Regions from separate parts of the Mus musculus genome. Here all the other regions are linked to region 4. The links are chromatin contacts, called in public Hi-C and promoter capture Hi-C maps. All regions are on one chromosome and are shown on one strand. The core of a region is the stretch at or near the end of the contact, and the rest is flanking DNA. Distances in the headings are between cores, read along the strand shown.

Region 1 (2,900 bases), core at 148-2,647, 1.2 Mb before region 4:
AGGAGGCGACCATTAACTCTGCACCCATGCCACCCCAAGTCAGGGTCAGATTTCCAACACTCATGCCTTTGGGCCAGCTTAGGGACACCCCAGCCACCAGAACCAGTTCCACTGTGCTGCCTGGGTGAGAGATGGGGCCAGCTCTCCAGAGCACAGCAGCCAGTGAGGGGCAGGGCCCGTTTTACATAGCCCTAGACATCCCCGTGCTTCCTGGAGGCTGCCTCGACCAGGGATGTCTACTGAGCCATGGATATTGACTCCGGCCCTTGCCACTGTGTAGCCAAGAACCCAGACCTTGCCCTCAGTAGCAGCTCGGGTTGGGACCTTACCACGGCCCCAGGTGGTGGGGCTGGGCACTCACAGCAGGCTACTTCTCTCGACCCTCCAGACTTCAGTACCATCTATCTTCATAATGCTCAAGCTGGCCCACTTCTCTTTCTCTCCCATTTGACCACCACAAATATTATGCATTGTGGTAACTCCTACTGCAAGATGGCGACATGGCTGATGGGCCCTTGGGTGGCATCCTCCATCTGTGCCACTTGAAGTGGCAGTAAGCCAGTGTCTAGGGTCCACCTGGGCCATTCTCTGGAGGGCAGGTCTGTGGGTGGCAATGGCAGTTCATGGGTGTCTCTGTCTGTCTTCCTCCTCTCGTGCCACACTGCTTGGATTTGATTTGATTTGATTTTGATTTTTGATTTGTCCTAGGCATAAAACAGCGTTGGCCACCAAGCCAGTCATTAATCTTGGATGGACAAAGGACTGCCATCTGCTCTGCCCCTTATATAAGAAAAATACCACCCAAAAGCTGCCTCTTTGCTCATTGCCATGAGGTAAAAGTTCTTGTTTTTAACTATGCATACCGTGTATTTGTGTGTGTGTGTGAGTGGGGGGGGGGGGGGTAGAGAGAGAGAGAAAAAAGAGAGAGAGGGAGGGGGGGAAGAGAAGGTGCAGGTGCTCTAAGAGAACAGAGGAGGGTTCCAGATCTCCTGGAGGTGGAGTTACAGTCAGCTCTGGGATCTTAATCAGGATGTTAGTCTCACTCGGATGATGTCTTGAATCTAGGGTGCTGTTTCTCATTAAATGCTCTCACCTGGAGATCTGGACACTCAGGTTCAAGGTTGAAGCGTCTCACAAGTTTCTAGCACTGATGATGCCTTGTTCTGTGGGAAGCAGGGATAACAGCTTCTACAATCACAACACCAAGAGCTGTTTCTATAGCACTACTTTATTTAATAAGGGTTTTCCTTGGCAGGAAACCACCAGGAAGCTGACAAATGTAGTTGAAAGCCCAAATCAAATCATTTGCTGAAGAGAGAATCTCTTGTACTAATGGAAGCTTCATCCACCAATCAAAAGCCGATTGGCCAATGAAGTGAGGCAGGAAATAGGAGGTGGGCGTTTCTGCAGAGAGAAGAACTCTGGGATAGAGTCATGCTTCAAGCATTTAACCAGAACTCTGAGGGAGACTGGCACGTGAAACCGAAGGAGAGGTAACTAGCCACATGGCATGGTTTAGACGAGTTTAAACCAGATAACTGAGCTATGAAGTAGCTGAAATGCGTCAAAGCTATTGGCCTGGGCATTTATTAATCTATAAGAAGTCTCAGAGTTGTTATTTCGTAGAAGTTGGGCACGGACAGAAAAGCCCATGGTTACAATTTGCTGCCCGTTACCTGAAATAATATTAACTCTGAAATAAATTTATGACCTTGTTTTTTTATGGCCCCCTTTTAATAACGATAAATTTTTAAAGTAAAAGTCAGTCAAACTGTTTTAGTCCTCTGTAGAAGTGTGTTTCGCCAGAGCTTGCAGCCAGCAAGCTTGCTAGCTCCTTCCCTGCTACTTCCCACGTGTAATTCAGAAGAAAGGAAGGAAAATGGGGGAGCCAGGGGCACTCACAAGTGGGTGGTGGCTAGGCACAGCTCCTTACGTTTGTATGAATACGGTGATGGCCTTAGTCTGGAGCGAAGGCTGCTGAACTTCCTTGTTGAAATCCATATTGACTCCATGTCCCTTTGCTCTCTCCGGACACTTGAGTACCAGACCCCACGAGTGAAATGTTGTGAATTACCCAAGCTCAGGTGTTCGCAACACTGTGCACACTTTGTAAACTGACCCTTGGGGCTTTCCAGCTCAGTCCACTCCATGTCCCAGAGATGAGATATGCAGGCTCTTCCATTTCTGTGGGGAGAAGTAATTAAAGTTCTCTTACATCATCCTCACTAGGTTTAGCTACCTCTGTCATACACACTTTTTAAGAAAACCTACTTTCTACATTCTGAAGTAATTAATATGGAATTAGGGCTATTTGATGTTGGAGGTCATGTGAGGTCAACTGATTAGTTGACTCAAGGATGAGGTAACTTCCTTCTATGGACTTTAGTTGACTTGAACTAATCATATTTAATGGATAAAATCTGACCAATTAAATTTACTAGAACATCATTATCATTTCATCTCTATATTGTTTTATAGAATTGTATGAAATTGTCTTAAATTAGTCTCTAAAGCATCTTTTAGTGGCTATTTCTTTCCAGCACAGTAGGCAAAACGTTCTCCCAGGTTTAAGAGGCAGGGTCAACAACTTTAAAATTGGACTAGCTGTAAATTATGTTGAAAGGCAGTAATTAAAACCATAAAAATTATCATGAATATAATGAATGATGGACAGCGTGTTTTTAAATAACATAAACCATAGAAACCCCAGGAAATGCCAGAAGAAGAAATGGCCAGAACCATACTAACAACTTTGTCCTTGGAACAGAGGCCCCAGGCAGAGAAAGGCAAGAAAAAAAAATCCCCAGAAAGGATATTAACACTTACTATACAGCAAATAAGAAAGTGCCTATGAGTATACTGTAAATGTGTCATCAGAACTTACACATCCTCACACTACT
Region 2 (2,700 bases), core at 44-2,543, 1.3 Mb before region 4:
TAGCTTTTAAAGTTTTTACTTTTATAGAAGCTTTCCCTTGCTTCTAATTTGTTGGGATAACAGGGGCTATTCTTACCAATTGTAAGCACTGCTGTAAATGAATTCTATTAATAACTAGATGTAAACAGTATTTCATAAGCTCATATTTTAAATTTAAGATCATATAGGTGCACAAGGAGATATTATCTAGTTTAATTTTCATAGGATTCTTAAAAGTCTCCCATTAAGCTTTTGTACACATAATATACGCAGGAATCTGCAAGTTTCACACTGACACTAAGATGGTTTTTGTAATACAGTCTGCTTCAGAAAGAAGAAACAAATGCATTAGTTGACATGATCCACTGACCAGTTAATCTATGAAAAGCCCATTTTCCCCGGCCCCTGTGTAGCCTCTCCCCAACTGGAGGATGCTATTGTCTGATGTGGGGGGGGGGAAACAGTGCAATTTCCGCATAAAGAGGACAGATCATTACTATGATGGAAAAAAATATAAAAGCTTTTGTGGAAGAAAACCCCATTGAAGTTTTACTGAATGCTAGCATCATAATAACACTTTGAAAAGCTTGTCTTTATACTTCATAAACAGAACCAAGCAGACACGGGTGGCTTACCTATTATCCCAGATCCTATAACAGAATTGACTACATTGAAAACAGCGGCAGACTGACTAGATTTCCCTCCGTGTTCATGTCCGGAGATCAGGCTTTCTCTGTCACTCGAGTCTGTCTCTCTCTATTTTAATAGATAAAATAACGATTTTACTAGTTCGAAAAAAAAGTCAGATAAATAAGCAACGCAGGATTCAAACATAGTAATGACATCAAGTTATGCCTATAGTGTTAATAATACATCAATAAGGAGGGAAAACAAGAATGGCCAGCAATCCAAAAGAACTTAAAGTCTATCCTTAAGTCTTCACAAGTCTCCATGTTGAGGCTGCCCAACTGCTTTGACCCAACTCCAGAGTCTGTTAGGAGTCAACCACACGGTTTTATGAAATTAAAGAGGTTATTGGTGTTATTGAAAAGTGTTTGCCAAATCGGTGTAGGTCAGATTAAGTCAGATCTATCCCTTTTTGCCAAACCAAGACCCCAGCATTAAACTTAAGGAGGATGTTGAGCTCTTGCCCTTGTTGCCAGTTTTACCTGCAGAGGACCGCTCAGCTGTGGCTGCTGATAGCTCATGTCTGCATCTGCGCAAGGGCAGGTTCTGAGGCTGGGAAGCAGGCTCCCACCAGGCCAAACTCCCCTGCAGGTTTTGCCCGCTTAAGTTCGCCAGCGAGATGGAAGGAGCCGGTGCAGCGGGTCCCTGGGTACGCTGGGCACTAGGCTGCAGCTCAGAGGTCTCCGCCTTCACGGGGCGGGGCGGGTGCACCCTGCTCGCTGCTGCGGGTGAGGATGCTGGACATTTCTAACCCTGTAGCTCAGACTCCCCTCACTCAGGGCGCACCGCACTGATCTCTCTATCTAAAACTGCAAAGGTACAACCTGTTCCTCCCACAGCGTGCGTTTTCCCTTGCTTCTCTCTCTGTTCCTATGCCAGAGTCTGAAGCCAGCTAAGAACCTAGCAACCCAGCAGCCCTCATCTCCACAGAGTGACATTGTTTACAGGGTGTTCCTCCCCCTACACCTCTTCTTGGATAGAAAAGGACTGTGAAATGTTAGAACTTTTATATTAAGTAGAATTTGGAAGCCTCATAAAGAAATCATCAGAAAGCAAAATACTACTTGGGGGCTTTAGCCAGATTGTTTGCTGTGCATGCCTTAGTCAAAGAGGCCCTGGAAATTTCGGAGAAGGAAAAATTAAGAGAAAGGCGCGATAGATTGATACTGCGGATTCAGGTAATGATCCTTTAAAAAGGAAAAGGGACATGCAGGGGCCAACAAAGGGAGGGTCCCTAGAATACCTAGGCTAGGAAGAACCTTAAATGAAAATTTCTATTTGTCATTTTGTGTTAAACAGGATGAAACAGACCGGAAGATGGGCAGAGAACGTCCTCTGGGGCAAGAAAATAATAATCCATAGATGCTAACGAAACGGAGAGGTTCTTTATATTATTTATTTATTTATTTTATTTATTTATTTATTTATTTTTCGTGACTATTTAAATATGAAAAAAAAGTTTTAATATATAAAGAAAACAAACAAACTGGGTCGTGGGGAGGTGACTTCTCAGGCACCTTGGCATGAAAGCATGGAGACCAGAGTTTGGGTTCTCCAAACCCCTTGACTGCCAGGGCAAGCTGGACAGCTAAGGTTGCTGATGGGCAAACTTTGGGTTAAAGTGAGACATGCCTTCCCCAGTGAATGAAACAGGGATCCACCTCACTCCGGAGCCATCACTCATGCACAAATAGGCATCCACACACACCTACACAGCATGCAAAAGAAAGATAAAAGGTTAGAAAAAACTAGAGCTATTTAAAAATCCTCCACTACTCTGTACCATTAATTGAAGAAGTTTCAACATTTGCCCCTTGCTTTTCCGTTTGTAAAAATGAACACTCAGAGTTACAGTAGAAACACCACCAACTTCTCTTTCCTTGATCCTCACAGCTCTAGAATCAACCAGTTCATGAAATTATCAATATTTTTCCATCTATCATTCGTAAGAATTTATTTGTAACCATAAGTTACACACACACAAACAGCATTAATGGTCTATAATATTGTAAACCACATTCAACACTGTAATGT
Region 3 (2,777 bases), core at 160-2,659, 1.8 Mb after region 4:
ACTTGCCAGACAAAGCACTGCACTTTCCGTGACAATACGACAGAGCATCAAATTAGTAAATAAATGGCAAGTCGTGGGAAGAGCACAATTCTCAAACAATCACACCCCCTTTCATCACCTACTGTGGTAAGACCTATTTGTTTCACTTCCTAAGACATCCAGTCTACCTTTACTGTGACAGAGTGACACTCAGGCGTTCCAAGGGCAGCATCCAGAGTGGAAGGCGTTTTATTTAATCCTGAGGAGATTACCCACTCTGGTTTTTTAATCATGACACAAAAGCTGACTTTTACATACATGGGGGTCAGGTGTCTATGTAGCCCTAGCTGTCCTGGAACTTGCTCTGTAGACCAGATTGGCCTTGAACTCACAGAATTCTGGCTTCCTCTGCCACCCTAGGTGTGTGCCACCACCAGGAGGCAACTTTTATCAATCTTAAGAGCGTTGTGTGGTGTTGGGGTTGGAGAATGGTTCAGCATTTAAGAGCAGAGGAGCCAGTTAAGCTCCTAGGTTTAGTTCCCAGCACCCATGCGGCAGCTCACAACTGTTGGTAACTCCAGAGAACCAACACACATGGCAGGCAAAACACCAATATACATAAAATAAAAATAAATAAAACCAAGGACTGAAGAGATGGCTCAGAGATTAATAGCAATGACCACTCTTTCAGAGGTGCTGAGTTCAATTCCCAGCAACCACATGGTGGCTCACAACCACCTGTAATGGGAACCAATGCCCTCTTCTGGTGTGTCAGGAAGAGCAGCACCTCCTTGCATCCTGGCAGCACTGTAAAACAATAACCTTATATTCGTGTTTTACCTCCAGTTTTTAAATTGACACTGTATTCTGCACAAATACAACACTGTGCTCAGTTCAGAGAACAAGGAGGAAGTGTAGGGATAATTCCAGAAAGCTATCGCTCCAAAGGTGTGCAAACTGCTGATTAAATACCTGTTGGACCACACCAGACATGCAGGATAGGGCCGATCTGTTCATGGAGGTACTATGAAAAACGCCTAGCAGGAAACACGGAAGGGCTGGAACAAGCCCTCACTGTGTGCCAGGCACACACAGAGCTTGGCCCTTCCTGCCCCAACCCAGCTGATCCTCAGAGCCACCAAACACAGGTTCTTTCTACAGGTGTCCTCCTGAACCCAGCCCCGCCCCTCACCTCGTCCCCTTCCACACCCCATTCTCCCTCCCGGGAGCCACAGAGCTCCCTGAGCCACTCATGGTAAAGAAAGAACCTTAAGGTCTGAGACAGAAAGAGAAGTAGGGAACCTCGCCTCAGAGGATCCCAGTTGGGAGAAAGAGAAGGACAGGGAGTTCCAGACACCCAGGAAAGAGCTCAGATCATCAAGCTGACAGGGGTAATGGGATGAGGTGACTGGCAGAGTGCCAAGAGCCAGAACAAAGCAGGCCTTGACCTGTCTTTGCATTTCAAAGGCAACTGACTGCTATTCTGACCCTCTCCAATGAGAGGTTGTCTCATTCCCAAACAAGGAAAGTCAGTTTACTTCTCAAACAGCTTAACTCAAGATTAATGGCGACTTTCCTTCCAAATTCTATATTGGTAAGCTTACCTTTTTTTGTGACTCAGAAAGGCTTTCATGGTTGAAGCTCTTGTAAGACAAATCTGAGGTACACATAACCTCCAGGCAGTGCAAGTGTGGTCCTGCTGGCTGCAGTAAAGTTAGGAATGACGGTAACACTAGTAACCATAGCAACAGCTTGAGTTGGTGGCTATAGTGTACCTACTGTGTGCCAGCAATAGTAAAAGGCAGTATTTTCTTTAATCTCCTCTAAAGGAAATGAGTCCTAAAGAGGCTCAGCTCGGTAACTCATCCAAAGCCGCGGAGTCGGTGAACGCTGGCCTGGGGATTTCAAGCAGCTGCTAGTCCGCTCTCTCTCATCGAGGAACCTGCTGTGACTGGACACTTTCCGGGTTTTGCTCACATGTATTTTGCCTGTCACTTCCTGAACTGAAGTAGTTTTCCAAACTAGCCTTTAGAACTCTAGCCTTTCGGATAAAGAATGACACACTCCCCAAGGACTGAGAGACTGTTCATAGGCACAAGATGCCAGCTTCCATGACAGAAAAGCAAAAACAGACTGTCCCATACGAACAATAAAAGCCAGGAGAACCAAGGGGGAAAGGACAGAGCGAGAAGGAGCAGTGGAAGAATGAAAAGGACTGGGGCCAAGTCAGGTGTGTGTGAAGGCTCCTTCCTACTACGGCAGACACTCAAACGCTCTGATAAGGGCATCTGGGGAGATAACTTAGGGGTAAAAATGCCTACTACCTAAGCAGGAGGACCTCAGTTTGATCCTAAGACCTTAAAAAGGCAAATGTATTGGGGCTCGCTGCTTGTAACCCCAGCTCTGAGAAGGCAGAGACGGGAAGATTCTTAGGGCTTACTGGCCAATCAGCCTAATGTCCCAGGCCAATGAGAATCCTATCTTTAAATTTTTTTTAAAAAAATAAAAACCAAAGTGGACAATACCCGAGGAACTAAACCCAAGCTAAACCTCTGGTCTACAACATGTATATACACAGAGAGACACACACAGAGACGCGTACACACATGTACTTACACACACGTGTACAACATGTACATACACACAGACTCTCACACATGGGCACACATGCACACACATGCACACACACTTTCACACAGACACACACATTTGTTGGCAGTGCATTACTGACTTTCCTAAGCTGCTGCATCTGTTTTATAATGTCAGCCACATGTATGGTTTAAAACTCAAAGTGTTAA
Region 4 (2,961 bases), core at 199-2,698:
CCCAAATTTGGTTCTGGCAAAATTGCTGTTGGATTAAAGTAATTTACTGTTGACTCTAAAACTTAAAAAAAGAAAAAGAAAAAGAAAAGAAAGCCTTGTAAAACTTTTTGCTATGATTTAAAAAACTGGCTTTAGTTTATTTGGTTGGTTGGTTGATTGATTAATCTTGTTTGGAACACACACACACACACACACACATACATACACACACACACACATGCAAAGAAAAAAAATTCACCCTTCGAGAGTTCATGATATTCAGTTGTACTATATACCAAATTAAAATGAACTAAAACTTTTAATTTTCATTATAAAGTGCTCATTGACCTGAAAAACAAACAAACAAACAAACAAACAAACTGTTAAGAAACGGGCTGGTTCTTTATTTGCCTGTTAATGCTTCTCTGGGGTGTGTAGATTTTCTGATCTTTCCTAGGTAAGTCAGCAATGCTGTGTCTGCGTGTTTATCTTTGCAGACACTCGCTCTAAAGCACATGCCTTTTTATTAGCTAGTCAAGAAGCATAAGCTGGCCCTGGTCCTGAGACCCATGTAACAACTCCACTGGAGTAGACGGAAAAGAAATAACAGACTGTTAAGCATCTCTACCTTTGTGTATATTGTTGAACCCGTAGGAGCCGCAAGAGTGTGATTTTTTGGGGGGGGGGGGGTTGGGAGCGTAGCTTTCCGGTTGAAATAGTTGGATTTCATTCTCTGCTGACCCCACCTTCCCCGCCCCCAATCCCCACCTCTTTCAGCCCCTTTAAATTCCTGGTGGTGCAATCCTTGGTGGCTAAATTCGAGTTTGTGAAAAACGGACACAGGTGGGTGTGGCAGTTGAAGGGAGCAAAGGGACCTTAGGTCCTCTTTCTTCCACACTCGCGGGAGTAGCAAGAGGTTGGGAAAAAAAAAAAAAAAAAAAAAAAAAAAAGACTTTCACTGACCTGGCCCCACGGATCATGCCCACCCGGTGAGTGCACCTGCGGATTCTGATCCAAGGGAAGTCTTCCTCTCTTCCCAGGCTTCTTTCTTCCCTCTGCTTCTTTCTTTGAAATCCTGTTGCTCACAGTGCCTGCTACTAGGAGTCCGGGATACCCAGGCTAGACCAGACCAGCCTGCACAGTGGGCAGGATTGAAAAGGCTAGAGTCGCAATTGGAGCGCAGGCTAGGCCTGCACGGAGTCTGTCTGTTTCTAGTCTGCTCAGGATGAAGCGACCCCGCCCTCGGCTGCCAACCGCGTCGCTAGGCCTCCTCGATGCTCCCTGAGCTCTCGGGTCCCCACCCCTAGCTCCCTCCTCCCAGCCCGGTAGACGGTGCAGGGCGGAGACCTGGCGATTGGGCGTGGTGATGCTAGGGATGCGGCAGCCTCTATACTCCGTGCTAGAAGAAGGGACAGGAGGTGGGTCGCACAGCCTCTCACCCGCGGCCACCTCTCTGGGTGGGGTGTGTGCGAGTGTGCGCCAGTGTGGCGGGCAGCTAAAAAGGCCCTTCCATCACCTCGCCCCACCTCCCTCTAGCTCCTTCCTTCCCTCCAGTTCAGTGCTAATGTTTCCGAGAAGCCACTTTATGTGGCTTGAAGGCTGAGTCGGAGAAAAACTGCAAGGCAGAGAAGAATGACAAAGGGTTGGAGCTTGGGGAGAATGTACAAAGCATTGTCCTCCAGGTGCCTCCCTGCCTGCAGAACACTGTTCCCTCCTTTGGGGTTTGCCCTTGGTAGAGCTGGGTAGTGAATGCTCAGAACCGATTTTTAGGCTGTGTCCTTTTCCTGTTTTGTTTGTTTGTTTGTTGTTTTTGTTTTTATAAGTGAGTGTGCAGTCTTCTAGATAGGCAAAGAATGCATATTTCTTTTTGAAGTTTGACTAGGCTGTAGAGGCTGGTCTAGGTGGGGAGGAAGACTTGGTTTAGATTTTCCTAGACTTAGGACCGCTCACCAGGATATGCAATCAACCCCAGGGATGGTGAATTTCAGAGATTAGTTCAGGGACTGTGGAAAGAAATTGTTCTTGGTGTGTGTGTGTGTGTGTGTGTGTGTGTGTGTGTGTGTGTGTGTGTGTGTGTGTTGTGTTGTGCAGAAACTTGGCAGGGGAAGCAATGGCAGAAACACAACAACAATCTGCGGAAAGAAGACATTGGAGGATGGCAGATTCTGAGACTTGGTGGATGGACTTCATGACCCAGCTTTCAGAAAGTTCAGGGCAGGTCAGATCAGCTTGATGGGCAAGGCTTTTTCTGCAATACTGTGCCAATCGCTCCACCCCCACCCCCACCCCGGGGAAGTGAAGCTTAAGTTCAATATCCACAGTTTGAAGCACCACATCTATATGGCCTGCTGTGCTGGAGGAAAGAGGGACTTTAATACTACACCCTTGAAAGGCAAAAATGTGCTACAAAGTGTGTACAAACACTTTAATTTTGGGGGCTGGAGAGATAGCTCAGTGGTTAAGAGCAGTGACTGCTCTTCCAGAGGTCCTGAGTTCAATTCCCAGAAACCACATGGTGGCTCACAACCATCTCTAATGGGATCTGATGCCCTCTTCTGGTGTGTGTCTGAAGAAAGCTACAGTGTACTCAGACACATAAAATAAATAATAATAATAAAAAACTTTAATTTTGGAGATAGCTCTCTGGAAAAATCATTTGACAGTAATTCTTAGAACTGTGTGCTAGAAAAGTAGTCACCTTTTACCTGGATGATTTCAGATGTAGGAAGAGTTCAATAAAAAACATAATGTACCATTTTTTTTAAACAATTCTAACTGTAGAGCAATTTTAGGTTCTCAGCATCACTGAGAGGACACATAGTTTCTTGTTCCCAGGTATGCAAAGAATCCTTTTATTACCAACATCTTTAATTCCATAGTCTGGATCTACCATAGCTGATTATTTCATTTCTTCATTACTTTCCAGTATTGGGGAATTTGAGTAAAGCATCTATAAATGTGTGTGTGTGTGTATGTTTGTAG

Evidence for each region. Promoter capture Hi-C pulls out the DNA fragments that hold promoters and counts their contacts. A called contact is a pair of places that touch in the nucleus more often than the background predicts.
Region 1: a Hi-C map of the N1E-115 cell line shows a contact between it and region 4, with 9 times the contacts expected there. The contact joins the enhancer-like site here to the promoter of Scn9a in region 4. A contact is called at or near these places in 2 of 39 promoter capture datasets (the 3T3-L1 cell line and embryonic stem cells), 1 of 15 datasets of contacts at CTCF or cohesin (pro-B cells) and 6 of 484 Hi-C or Micro-C datasets (the N1E-115 cell line, embryonic stem cells and palatal mesenchyme).
Region 2: a contact with region 4 is called in a promoter capture Hi-C map of embryonic stem cells, with 4 times the contacts expected there. The contact joins the promoter of Slc38a11 here to the promoter of Scn9a in region 4. A contact is called at or near these places in 7 of 39 promoter capture datasets (the 3T3-L1 cell line, embryonic stem cells, hippocampal neurons and 4 more) and 1 of 9 other capture datasets (embryonic stem cells).
Region 3: a promoter capture Hi-C map of stem cell-derived epiblast-like cells shows a contact between it and region 4, with 4 times the contacts expected there. The contact joins the enhancer-like site here to the promoter of Scn9a in region 4. A contact is called at or near these places in 6 of 39 promoter capture datasets (the C10 cell line, cranial neural crest, embryonic stem cells and 3 more).

The regions. Positions count from the first base shown.
Region 1 is chr2:65,400,849-65,403,748 of GRCm38.p6, forward strand. Gm34739 (a long non-coding RNA gene) reads right to left here. Exons shown (of 4, transcript XR_374587.2): 3 at 1,934-2,184; 4 at 961-1,163. Among named protein-coding and RNA genes, the nearest start is that of Gm34739, 13 kb to the right of the region's middle. Within about 2 kb of position 1,398, at least 11 of the 459 cell types and tissues checked have an H3K27ac peak or open chromatin away from gene starts, as enhancers often do. A contact at or near this core is called in the N1E-115 cell line, where this site is marked.
Region 2 is chr2:65,362,733-65,365,432 of GRCm38.p6, forward strand. It overlaps Slc38a11 (solute carrier family 38, member 11), which reads right to left and starts at 1,294. Exons shown (of 12, transcript NM_177074.2): 1 at 1,149-1,294; 2 at 615-735. The coding sequence starts at 1,187. It overlaps Mir6337 (microRNA 6337), which reads right to left and starts at 1,668; the gene lies at 1,564-1,668.
Region 3 is chr2:68,384,757-68,387,533 of GRCm38.p6, forward strand. The region is part of intron 5 of Stk39 (serine/threonine kinase 39); the gene reads right to left. Among named protein-coding and RNA genes, the nearest start is that of Stk39, 86 kb to the right of the region's middle. Within about 2 kb of position 1,410, at least 26 of the 459 cell types and tissues checked have an H3K27ac peak or open chromatin away from gene starts, as enhancers often do. A contact at or near this core is called in stem cell-derived epiblast-like cells, where this site is marked.
Region 4 is chr2:66,633,514-66,636,474 of GRCm38.p6, forward strand. Scn9a (sodium channel, voltage-gated, type IX, alpha) reads right to left here and starts at 1,449. Exons shown (of 27, transcript NM_001290674.1): 1 at 943-1,449. It overlaps Gm35265 (a long non-coding RNA gene), which reads left to right and starts at 251. Exons shown (of 7, transcript XR_374598.4): 1 at 251-968.